Linked DNA regions of Triticum aestivum: region 1 is linked to region 2. Evidence: chromatin contacts called from public Hi-C data. All regions are on one chromosome and are shown on one strand. Each heading gives the region's core, a stretch centred on a gene start, on an enhancer-like site or on the middle of the called end of the contact. The rest is flanking DNA. Distances are from core to core; before and after follow the strand shown. Region 1 holds the start of LOC123099582 (zinc finger protein 7). Region 2 holds the start of LOC123096129 (methionine S-methyltransferase).

Region 1 (6,339 bases), core at 1,355-3,854, 290 kb before region 2:
ATATGGTAGGGGTGCTCAGTTTACTTGTAGTTGGTAGTAACAAATTAGTAAAGTTATCAACAAAGTACTAAGTAACTGCATGTGATAGATTATAAAAGTAATCAATAATAAATTTAGAAAGGTAATGAATGCTAGAGGTGCTCGCAGTACTTTTAATTGGTAGTATCCATTAGGAAAGTACTTGTATTAAGTTGTGCTCAAATTTGAACTTGTATGTTGAAGGAGGTGTCAACTTTGGAGTTGTGGAGTGAGTTGATGCCCCTTGATCGTCATGATGCAGAGCTGCCTTCTTAAGATCTAGGAAATGTTTCATGAGATCAACGATAGTAGGATGACTGATCAACATGCTCATGAGAGAGAGGTGAGCAAGCTTAATAAGGATAATGAGCAAGTGAGCCTTTAGACCTTTTTGATGATGTGAGCAAGCTAGTTGATTGGCGGTAGAGACAGGTGCAGGAGATTAACTACCAAAAGACATCAAAGGATGATATTGAGCTGAAGAAGAAGGAAGAGATAGAGAGGGCTAATGGAGGTTGACAAGGGAATGAAGAAGCTAAATATTGATTATAAGGAGCTGAAGTGCATTTAGATCTCTCAAGCAAATAATATTAGGAACCCGAAGAAGGAGAAAGAAGAGATCAAATAAGATAGGGATTGGCTAAAGGGGCAGAAGAAAAAGTTGGAATTTATTATAGGTGAATTGTTGAAAGCTGGGCATGTGAACAACGAGAAGCTTGTGAAGATCGAGGCCATTCTTGATGAATGAGCTATAGGAATGATGGAGCTGCTATGGTAAGTAAATATGTGGCTTGACGGATTATATAATTGGCTTGATTATCTCCACATTATGCATATCAAAGATAAATGCTAAGGATGGTCATAGTGGGAGTAACTTAGCTATTAACATGACGCATTCCAAGACAAGTTTACTTACGTGGCAAGTAGTTAATGAGGAGAAAGATGTTTGTGGTAACATAATATGTTACCGTAACGCACCACAAAGTAAAATGAGTCTACATCTGAATAAATAAAATATTGCATGATACCACACATGTGTTACTACCCACTGTAAAGGTGCATGTTACGAGTTTAGGTTAGAGCGTCTCTAGCAGATCCCGTAAAAGCTCGTCGAGTCGTATTTCCCGGCAGATTTAGAGCACGCGCAAAAAAACGAACAGGTCCTATAAAACGGCTCGTCCCGTAAACCGCCCCGAATCCGCAATATATACCAGAGCGAGAGGATTGTAAGGTTCGTGCCCTTCATTTCCTCTAGCCTCCTCCTCCGCAAATCCTTTTCTCCGGCGACAAATCTCCACTCCTCCGGCAGCCATTTGTGGCGTGCGTAGCCACCGGAACCGAGCCCTGATGTCGTGCGCGGGTGACGGAAGGGGTGGCCGAGGGGGGGCTCGGCGGCCGCCGCGGCGAGCCGTCTCACAAGTGCTATAACGACGATGAGGCCAGGAGCTCCTCCCTCCACCCGTCGGTGGAGGAGTGGCGCAAGGAGCAGGCGCGGAAGCGATGCGCCCTCTCCCGCGGCGCTGGAGCACGGGCCTGGACCAACTTCGACAGGCTGGACTTCTCCCCCGCGCTCAAGCATCTTCGGGTTGTGGAGCGCGCGTGGTTCGACGCGAAGGAGGCGGCCGTCGCCGGAGACGAAGCTGCAGCAGCGCGGGTGCCGGCGTTGAAGGAGGAGTACGACCACGCCTTCGTGTTGTCCAACTCGATGATGGAATACCACCTCGGCGTCAAGAAGGACGGCGATGACGATTGTGCGTAGATCTAGGTTTAATTCCGTTTTATGCTAGTATGAACTATGTTTTCGCATGAACTCCGATGGTGTAATATGTGGCGCGAACCGCTAGCTTAAATATGTCGTTTGTGTTCACGGGATATGTTTTTTCTTGGCGTCCGTCATACTGCAAATTTCGTTTACAGGACCGTAAACGAAATTTGCAGAACCACGGTTTGCCCCGTATGTTCTTACTCCCCACTATAACTAGTCTAATGAAAACTACTGAAGAAATCTATAAAAGAGTGTCGACGGTTACACAAAATCGACCACGTCACATGGCCCAGCAATCAAATCACCGTGGTTTAATTGGCGTAAACGCTATGCAACCAGAGCGGGGTGCCATCAGTTGTGTCATTGCGTGGTACTTTGGGTACTCCTTACTTCATGCTAATGCGTTGGAAGAGATTACCCCGGATGGCTTATCTTGTCGAATCTCGAGGCCTAAACCCCATCATCTCAATATCCGGAGGTCCGATCGCATCGGAAGTTATCCTGATTAGGCATCTGAAACCGTGAAGTCCAGAACAACCAGACGTTGTAAATCCTTTATATCATCACATCAGAAGAAGATCACCCCATGCACCGCTAGTCAAGCGACACCTACCCACCGAAACCAAGCAACCTTGACGCCGAAACTCCACACCAAGCGCATGCATGAAAGTAAAAGGCAGCGCTAGGCCGCTAGCTACAGTGGCGCGGTCACAACAACTCACGACTCGATCAATCGACCACAAAGACACTACGAGCGTATGTACCTACGTACGTACTCCTACATGGCTACCCTAGCAGCAGCATGAACCTACCTAGATGCTACCTAGCAATGGAAGGTGCCCAGGTGGGCATCGCAAGCATAGGACTAGGAGAAGGTGACGTGAGCACGCACTGCCACGGCTCCAGATACTGATGTGAAAGGAAGAAGAAAGAAGAGATATTACATGCAAGTGGAAGAGAGATTAGAGTTGTCTAATGCTCAGACCTGATTGGATTCCTCACAAAGACCATCCACAGGCCTTGTCCCGGATGCCGGATCCCCTCTATAAAGCACCCGCCGCGAGCCGGAAGCAGGCGCCACGCCAGAGACACACAGCACAGCCAGAGCTATCGCGGCTGGCACTAGTGCGTGCCCTGCGCCAAAAAACTGAGCACAGGGTCGCCGTCGACAGGAAGACCCAAGAAACGCTAAGCTTCTGGCTGGTTGCATGCAGGATCGGGACATGGAGCAAACGGATGAGGCGGTGAGCGCGAGCCCGGCGCGGCTGCTTACCCCCGCCGGCGAGCAGCAGGGCGACGCGGCGACGTGGCTCGACCTCACGCTAGGCGTGAACGGCTCGCAGCCGGCGGCGGCGGAGGACCCCTCGTCGTGCTCGGACGAAGAGCCGGCGGCCAAGCACAGGCAGGAGCAGCCGCCACCGCCGCCTCCGGCTGCCGCGGCGGCGCCGACGACGCCCCACAAGGTGTTCTCGTGCAACTTCTGCATGAGGAAGTTCTTCAGCTCGCAGGCGCTGGGCGGGCACCAGAACGCGCACAAGCGGGAGCGCAGCGCGGCCAAGCGGTCGTCGTCGCTGTCCTACCACCACGCGCACCACCAGCGGATGGTCATGGCCGGCCTGCCGCTCGAGGCGCACGCCGCGATCGTGCGCGCCCTCAGGGTCAACCCGGCGGGCTCGGCGGTCCACAAGCCGGCCCGGCAAGAGGCCACGGCGCCGAGGCTCCACGACGGCGTGGTTGGCCCCTGGCCGCCGCTCGTCTACGAGGAGGTGCTCGGCTCCACGTCGTGGCCGGGGAGCTTCAGGATGAGGACGCAGACGGAGCCACCTTCCTCGGAGCAGCAGCTGCTGCCAGAGCAAACTAAGAAGATGGATTTGAGCCTTCGGCTGTGAATCGGTGATAGATCATAAGTAGATGGTGATCGTAGACGTGCGTAGAGTTAGCTAGCTTCTTCTGTTAATTAATTTGATTTGGCCAAGTAATATATAATATCGAATGTACAATTCTCGAGCTTGCGCTTGTTCTTCTAAATAGTTATTCAAGGAAGAAATGACCTGTCGTCAGTTAAGCCTACATGCATCTTCAGACATTTTCACCGAAAACCAGTAGTCGTTTAAAAAATGTTATTCTTCTGCCGGATACGAAAACATGTACTCCCTGTATAGTGACATAAAAAGTCTTACAAAAGTTTACTACTACTCCCTCCATTCCAAAATAAATGACCCAACTTAGTACAAAGTTGGGTCATCTATTTTGGAACCGAGGGAGTAGTAGTTAGTAATGTTTTCTTGACTAGTTTTAAAGGGACGTCGATATCCACCACACGTGTGGCATAATAGGCATTTGCCCACACACCGTGTGTAGCATGAGCAGGGGGCAGCCCATGTGGGCTGTGTATCGGCGAACAGTAGAATTGCCCACACGTGTGGGCACAGCTACTTCGTGCCACACGCCCAATAAGTATTACTCATCCTCACCCCGCGTGTGTGGCACGAAGCAAATATGACCACACGTTCTGGCGCAGCTATAATAAGTACCCGCGGGATGACGATTTAGTTGCCATCCGGGATGGCAGATGTAGTTATCCGGGATGGCAAATATGGTTGTAAAAGCATGGCAACTCTCTTTGTTTTGGTTAACTGTAGTTGCCATGTTTAATTTATGGTAGTTGCCATGTGTAATCAAACCATAGTTGTCGTGTGTGATTAACTACTTGCTACATATGGTCAAACAATAGTTGACATGTGTGTTTACCTAGTTGCCACGTGTGGTTAATCACAATTGTCATGTATGTTTACCTGATTGCCACGTACGTGCAACTGCAGTTGCCGTCTAGCAAACGAATCATAGTTGCCATGTGTATTTACTTAGTTGCCATGTACGCGCAACTGCAGTTGTCTTCCAACAATGTACGACTGTCGTGTGGGCGAAAAGCAGTTCGCCCACACGCGCGTGGACTAGGTGGTGGCTGTGTGAGCAGAAACTAGTTCGCCCACACAGCGCAGCTGGCAACCGCGTGCTGTGAGGCGTGTGGACGACCTCTCCAACGCCCACACACCGGCCTTGTCCTACGTGACACGCAAAAACTACCTCAATGTGTCAAGATTTATGTAAACTTAACTAAATGGTGATCCAGACTTGTGGACAAGTTATAATGTTGCTACACGTGTGGACGTTAGTGTTTTTATTTAAAGTTGGACTTGACAATTCAGCCAGCAACGTCCCCTCACTATGCTTAACCGACGCGGCACAAGAGCCAGGAAGAGTCGGTCTCTGTTTTTGCTTCTTTGGGGCATCCTCTATTGCTAAATAACTATAGCTCACTATCTATTTGCTCTTTTCATGGGCTATGCCACATCAGCAAGTCGTATATGTAACTATAAGTCTTTTTAACTAATCTGTCCATGCACGCAAAATGGCAACGGCAGTCGACCTCCATGGAGGTGGGTATTTTGAAAAAATTGAAAAATATATTTTAAATTTTCAAAATAAAATAAAAAAAAGACATGTTAACATGGATGTATTCTGCATGTGTGTAAATGTTGAAGATGAAATACATTATGATGAGAGCTACACAAAAAAGACAAATCGCGGTTTTCAAACTGATGAACAGTGCAAGCACTGTTCACTTTTAGAAATGCACGTTTTTCTCTTTTTTGTGTAGCTCTCACCATAATGTATTTCATTGTGAGATTTTATACACATGTAGAATACGTCCATATGAATGTGTAGAATTTTTTTCAGAATTCTTTGAAACTCCAAAATATAATTATTGAATTTTTAAAATATCCACCTCCATGAAGGTCGCCCGCCAAAAGTCCTCACTCGTCCATGCACCCATACTACCTCGTGCGAGACATAAGTTAAATTGTTTGCATTAATTTTCATATGATCAGGGATGGTGTATATGTTGGACACTTGAAGCAAATGTATGTACTTTATTCCTCACATTTTGTTAAACGGATGATATTATGTTAACTTTAATTCGAAAGTTTTCCTTTTTTTATACGTCATTTTGTCATATGCTTCATATGTTTTCTTATTTTTAAAATATAAACCGGGAACACTCTTACATTTAGTTTTGCATTAGCTCCAGTTGTTTTTATAACACATATTTGCACATTTATTTTAACAAGGTTCCCGCAACAATGTGTGAAGGTGTCATCTAGTATAAAAACTGTGTGTGCACTCTCGCATAAAACTGTTGATGGTTGTGTTAAAGTTAAACATTTTAGTTATTGCCCAGTAATATGGAGTTTTCGCATATCATTAAATTTGTGAAGTGATCCCTTAGCTATCGATACCTTGATAACCCCAAGAACTTGATACCCTTATCAATTTATTTATTTTACAAAACAGCTACTTGATGTAGATTAAAAACATAACGACCCCCTTTAAAACAATAACAGGTGCAGTTTTAAAATGAAGACCCTGCAAGATATAAAAACAAAACTCCCCACCACCCGCGAGCAGTCGGCGATGAGGTCAATCTGCACCAAAACAGTGCTGCCGCAGAAAGGATCCACCAGCACCGCCTTGAGGACTCCACCCAGGGAATC
Region 2 (5,863 bases), core at 761-3,260:
TAAATTAGCTATGAAGTTATAGTTACTTGGTTGATAGTTTCATTCTTTTCCTAGTGCACATTGTCGAGGGCCATTATAACTTCACATCCACTTCTGAGCCATCACAGATTGCTGGTGTTGCACATACTGAAACTGAGACAGAGGAAGTGAATCGAAGATTTTCTCATCTTCTTGTTAAATAGAGGTGATCTTTCTTCTATATATTCTATTTCTCATGTCTTATTCAGAAAGTAGCAGTGGTAACAACTAGGTGTAGTATTAAGAGTGAGGAAGTAGCTGTAGTAACAACTAGGTCGCTTGTTGTTACTTATTTTAGAATTCATTGATGCTTTATTTTGTCATGTAATCCAGCCGTTAGTGTGCCTTCAGGTTTTGCAAAATTTGAATGGCATGATAAAAATAGGAGTAGTGCATGTGAGCTGCTAGTTGATTCTTATTCCCCGATCTTATTGTCAATGAATCATCCTAGCTTAGCTGCTGCTAATTAATATGGTCAATACATGGTACTGGTAGTGGTAGCTGAGAATTATCAATCTATAAACACTAGTACATGGTAGTGATAATTCTTATCTCTGGGTTTCAGTTATACTTTTGGCATAAAAAGTTGCACGAGATCACCTATCACCTGGGTATGGAGTGCATAGAACTTTCTTGTTTCTCTCTACAGTTTGTACATGTATTACATGGACTGTTACTAGTATCCAATACTAATAAAGCTAGTTGTACATCTATATATTTCTGCTTCATTGGAAGTAGTTATGGGATCTAATGGAATGGAATGGATGCACACAGTCCATTGGAAGTAGTTATGTTTGCTTCTTTGCATCTATATATTTTTGCTTCATTGGAAGTACATTTCTTTATACTCTTCTTATTTCAGAAGTCAGCCTCCAGCCATGGCTGATCTGCAGAAGCCGCTTGTGCGACCAAAGAGGAAGAAAGTTTTAGTGGACTACCTGGTGCAGTTCTGATGGATCGAGACGATGATTTTGAGTGTTGCCAATTCCTCAAAATGATAAAAAAAATGAACTTCTGGCGTGAACTGCTATGATGAATCGTTATAAATTGTTGTCACGATTCTCTTTCTTTAGCCCAGATGATACATTCTTGTTTTATTTGATTTAAAGTCTTGCAAAATCATCATTATTTTGCTATGATAACCTGCCAAACACCATTTTTTTATTTTGTTGTGTTGTTGTGATCAACCTGCCAAAAAATTGGTGTACTGTTGTTGTTGTTGGTGTGATAAAAATCACATTTTTATTCTGCTTGCACTCAAAGGGTAGGGATATTTTTGCAGGGGAAAGGCTGGGGATATTGCCCACCTACCAAACAACAGTTTTATGTGAAAGGGATTATTAGGGTTGGGGATGGAAGGGAATGTAGAGGATTAAATGGGATTGGTGAAGGGGAGGGATTCACCAAATCCCCAGCCCTTTTGGGGCTTGAAAACCTCATGTGCCAAACAAGGCCTGAAGAGGTCGGAGATGCGAGCCAGCTCCGCCTCCTGGTTATGGGCCCAGACCTCCACGACTCGCGCCCTGCCGGCACAGGCTTCAGCACGCGGTGGCGGCGGCGACATGTAGTTCTTCCGACTAATTGCAACTAGGTCCTGAGAGGAGGTTTATCTTCCTGGCGATAAGATTTTATAAACAATACCCGTACGTGCTCTGTGCGGATCCGAAACGTATTCAATTTTTATTTTATTTTTGGCTAGCGTGCGAGAGCCGGAGGGAGGGATCTCTTCCTAAGCTCGATCCCTGATTCTTTTTTTGATAATAAAGAAACTCGATGTTTGATCGAAATTGCTGCAAGGACGACAGTTGCCGGCCGACCTTTGGACGATGGGAGGATCGAACGGTGTTATTCACTTCTGCTCTACCCAGGGATGGCTTGATGCGTTGCATCGTCTGAGAATCGTCCACTGAGCGTCGGCTGTGTAGCAGCGATCATCTTTGATTGAGTGGGCTGATTTTAGCATGGCAGTTGACCACGGCTCGACGACAGTCCAGTCGTGTCTGCACTGTTTCACGGGGGTTTCACGGGGGTTCCACCTCCCCAAGCAGCCATTTTACGATTCTGCCCCTCACATCACTCGTCCGCCACCACGATCGGCGCCGCCGCCCGCCTCCTCCTCCTCCCGGACGGAGACCAACCAGGGCGAATGGCTGCGCCGGCGAGCGAGGACGAAAGCAAGGACGTGGACGCCTTCCTGTCGTCGTGCGCGGCGTCGGGCGAGGCCGCGTATGCCGCCGCCGAGGCCGTGCTCGAGCGCCTCCAGGCCCGCGCCTCCCGCGCCGCGGCCCGACGCCTCCTCGGCGCCGTCCGCCGCCGCTTCGACGCCGGGCAGGAGCACTGCTTCCTCACCTTCCACTTCCGCGACGTCGTCGTCGACCCCCACCCCCAAGGTCGGTCCCCTGATCCTCTCCGCAAACGTATCACCTTTCGCGGAAACCGGCCGACTGGCCGTCGAAATTTCCCGGACTGCGAAGAATCAGGTCTTGATGATTAGATTGCTTTGCTAATAAAGAAGTAAGAGTACAGCTATGCGTGCATGACAACGATCTGTTTATGGCCACGTCTATGGGTTATTGTACTCTACAGTATTATTTAGGTAAGCACGTGGGCGATTCCACTGGAGTGTCAACCATGTGGCGGCCCATAACGCTGCTGACTAATGTAAGCGCTAGGTGTCCCTGGACTGCAACTGTGTGCGAGACTATGAGTGTGTAATTGCGCAGAGACTTGTTCCCCCTTCTCCTTATGCAGGGAACACTTCAGTCTCGCTTGTTGAATAATTCACACTCTCTGTTTTGGACTTTTGGTGTTCATATAAAATGGAAACAATGGCACTCCGGATCTGTCTGACATAGTTTACTTGATGAGATTTATTTAATTCTAGCGTTGCTGTTAAACATTGTAAATATGGTGTTGTATAAACCGTATAGGGTATAGGATGCGTGCGTGTGTTTATCTCTGTAAACCTTGTTGGCTGTTAGGATCGATCTCTTCTCTGTTTTCTTGGAGATCAATTCTACAGCCTAACCGACTCCTGTACATCTCGTCTATATTAAACACGTACGCGTCCCTGCCCACGGCATACGCTTCTATCCTCTCGTTTTACAGTTGCTTCAGAATCTGGTACTGCACATAATGTGATGTGCCTCCTTGCGTGAGGCTTACTCTGTTAGTGTATCTGATCCCTAGCACTTTTTTTACAGACATTCCCTATCCGTTGTTTAGAGATATATGCATATACTATTTGTTTTTGTAGGAACAAGATTGTGACTAGTTGGAGCCAGATTTATGTGTGTGAGAAAGTGAACCAAAAACAGACACTTTGTGTGTGTGTGTGTGAGCTTGTTGCATTCAAAGATATGGCTTCAATGTGACCATCTTCTTTTCTTGTGGAAGTTTGATAGTCATAGAGGATCAACGGAAGTTCACATGAGATTAGCACACAGCAAGGCATTGGTCAAATGAGGTACTCAGAGAAATGTTTTCATGGCATCTAAGCATCATTTTTTTTTCATTCTTTTGTGTAAGCTGCAGAGTTTGGAGGTTGATGTTATCTATTTTTCTTCTTACAATTCATCTTTGGCAGAAGAATCCTAACTGCAGCGATCAAACTTATTGCAGTAAGAGAAAAAATAGGGCATGGCGTACATACTTTGGAGAATGTTACTATCAATTTTTCTCTTCTAATTTATCAACTGCTTCTAGGGTTCCAGCAAAGCACGAAGCTAACAATGATGGAGATACCTAGCATTTTCACTCCTGTGGATTGGTCCTTCGCTTTTTATGAGGGCCTTAATCAGCATCAAGATTCCACTTCCAGGGATAAGACGTATGCAGAGCTGGGGTGTGGCAATGGTTGGATATCTATTGCGCTTGCAGAGAAGTTGTCCCCTTTGAAGGTGGTTTTCTCTAGTTCTGTCAATAATTTATCTTATCGTTATTGCTACAGAAGTGGGAGCCACATCAGTTATACATTTACTTTGCTTTAATGATATAACACTTTTGGTACCTCTGAGGAAAATAATATCTACCGAGCATATTTTATTCAATTTTGAGCAAGGATCTAGTCTAATACCACACATTGTTCAACCATGCTGAGCATTGTGTCCTTTTTTCTTGAACTGAGCAGTGTGTCCTTTAAAGCAGGAAAGAGGGAAATAACATCCAATTAGATTTTGATCCGCACATGTCAGTCAAACAAATTAATTTGCAAGCAGCTAGTTGTTACCTTCATAGTCCAGCCGTTGTTTCTGTCAGAACCCAAGCTGAGCATTGTTTATTTCTTTGCAGGTCTATGGTCTGGATATTAACCCAAGGGCCATCAAGATTGCATGGATAAATCTGTACTTGAATGCCCTAGACGACAATGGTCTCCCGGTCTATGACAGGGAGGGAAAAACATTGTTGGATAGAGTTGAATTCCATGAATCTGATCTTCTTTCATACTGTATAGATAACAAGATAGAACTTGATTGCATTGTTGGCTGCATACCACAGGTACGGTTAGTTATTACTGTATCGTGAACGGAAATTATAGTAGACCAGAACTGAAGGAAATTGCTCACTCTCGAGATCTGCTTTTCAGATTCTTAACCCCAATCCAGAGGCAATATCAAAGATTATGACTGAAAATTCAAGTGAGAAGTTCTTGTACTCCTTGAGCAACTACTGTGCTCTTCAGGTAAGTAGAGATATATCTTCTTCATGATTATTACATAAGGAAAATGTATTGACATGTGTAATGTGTTAAATTTATTCCATTCAGTTTATCTAATACCAATGGCGATTTGTCTTCATGTTGCTTCTCTAGCTGGAGTAGGACTGTAGGAATACCAGGAGTGAACTTATTTCTTGATTGCTCTTTCAAGTAACTACATTTTGTATATAACCAGATATAAGAAAAAAATGTCTTCGGAGTGTATGCTGTTTCCTTGTAGGCATGTGTTGCTAGCTCTGATATAATTAAATAATTTTATAAATAATATAGGATCTGTACTGAAAACTTGGTCCCACTAGTATCATAATCAGTTTAACTGGATGGTTAGGAAGGACAGGACTGGCAGTCTACATTAAAAGGGCAACTAGGCTAAATGATGGATACTAGAATAACTCTTTCGGCAGTATTCCATGTTTGAAATTCCTCACCTTGACTTCCACCTTTTGCACGACTTCATTTTTTGCAACATATCTCTTTTGATCCCTATGAATAGAAGTTTTTGTCAGTTGCTAAGCATTTCATCATCATTTGACATGATGCACATATAGTATTAATCAAGACAATGTTTCTTATGATGGGTGAATGTTCTATTCCGTTTCCCTTGTGCTTATTTGTTATGTTTGTAAACTTGTTGCATCTCTTACCTCCAGGGTTTTTTTGAGGACCAGTTTGGCCTCGGGTTGATTGCTCGGGCAGTTGAAGAAGGAAGAGCTGTCATAAAGCCTATGGGTATAATGATATTCAACATAGGAGGCCGACCAGGTCAAGGTGTCTGTGAACGCCTATTTCTACGCCGTGGATTCCATATCAGTAAGCTCTGGCAAACAAAAATTATGCAGGTATCAATTTTGTGAAACCAGGAAATCTTTCCATGCCAGCATTATGTTCTGGTTTTAGTAGGGCATAGATTTTCCATTTCTCGCTTCATAGTATCATATTACAATTTGATATTCTTGTTTGGGATCATTACCAACTAGTTGATAATTTTCCAGGCTGCCGACACTGATATTTCAGCTTTAGTTGAAATTGAACAAAACAGCCCACATCCATTTGAATTTTTTATGGACCTTGTCGGGGATCAGTCTGTCTCTGCACGCACAGCCCAGGCATACATGAAATCTGGTGGCC

The links. A called contact is a pair of places that touch in the nucleus more often than the background predicts.
Region 1: a Hi-C map of leaf shows a contact between it and region 2, with 2.9 times the contacts expected there. The contact joins the promoter of LOC123099582 here to the promoter of LOC123096129 in region 2. A contact is called at or near these places in 2 of 5 Hi-C or Micro-C datasets (leaf and root).

The regions. Positions count from the first base shown.
Region 1 is chr4D:51,803,585-51,809,923 of IWGSC CS RefSeq v2.1, reverse strand. LOC123099582 (zinc finger protein 7) reads left to right here and starts at 2,604. Exons shown (of 1, transcript XM_044521714.1): 1 at 2,604-3,853. The coding sequence starts at 2,992. The coding sequence ends at 3,672.
Region 2 is chr4D:51,516,075-51,521,937 of IWGSC CS RefSeq v2.1, reverse strand. LOC123096129 (methionine S-methyltransferase) reads left to right here and starts at 2,010. Exons shown (of 12, transcript XM_044517753.1): 1 at 2,010-2,498; 2 at 3,724-3,917; 3 at 4,309-4,515; 4 at 4,604-4,699; 5 at 5,386-5,574; 6 at 5,728-5,863. The coding sequence starts at 2,165. It overlaps LOC123099581, which reads left to right. Exons shown (of 6, transcript XR_006448189.1): 5 at 108-184; 6 at 881-1,232.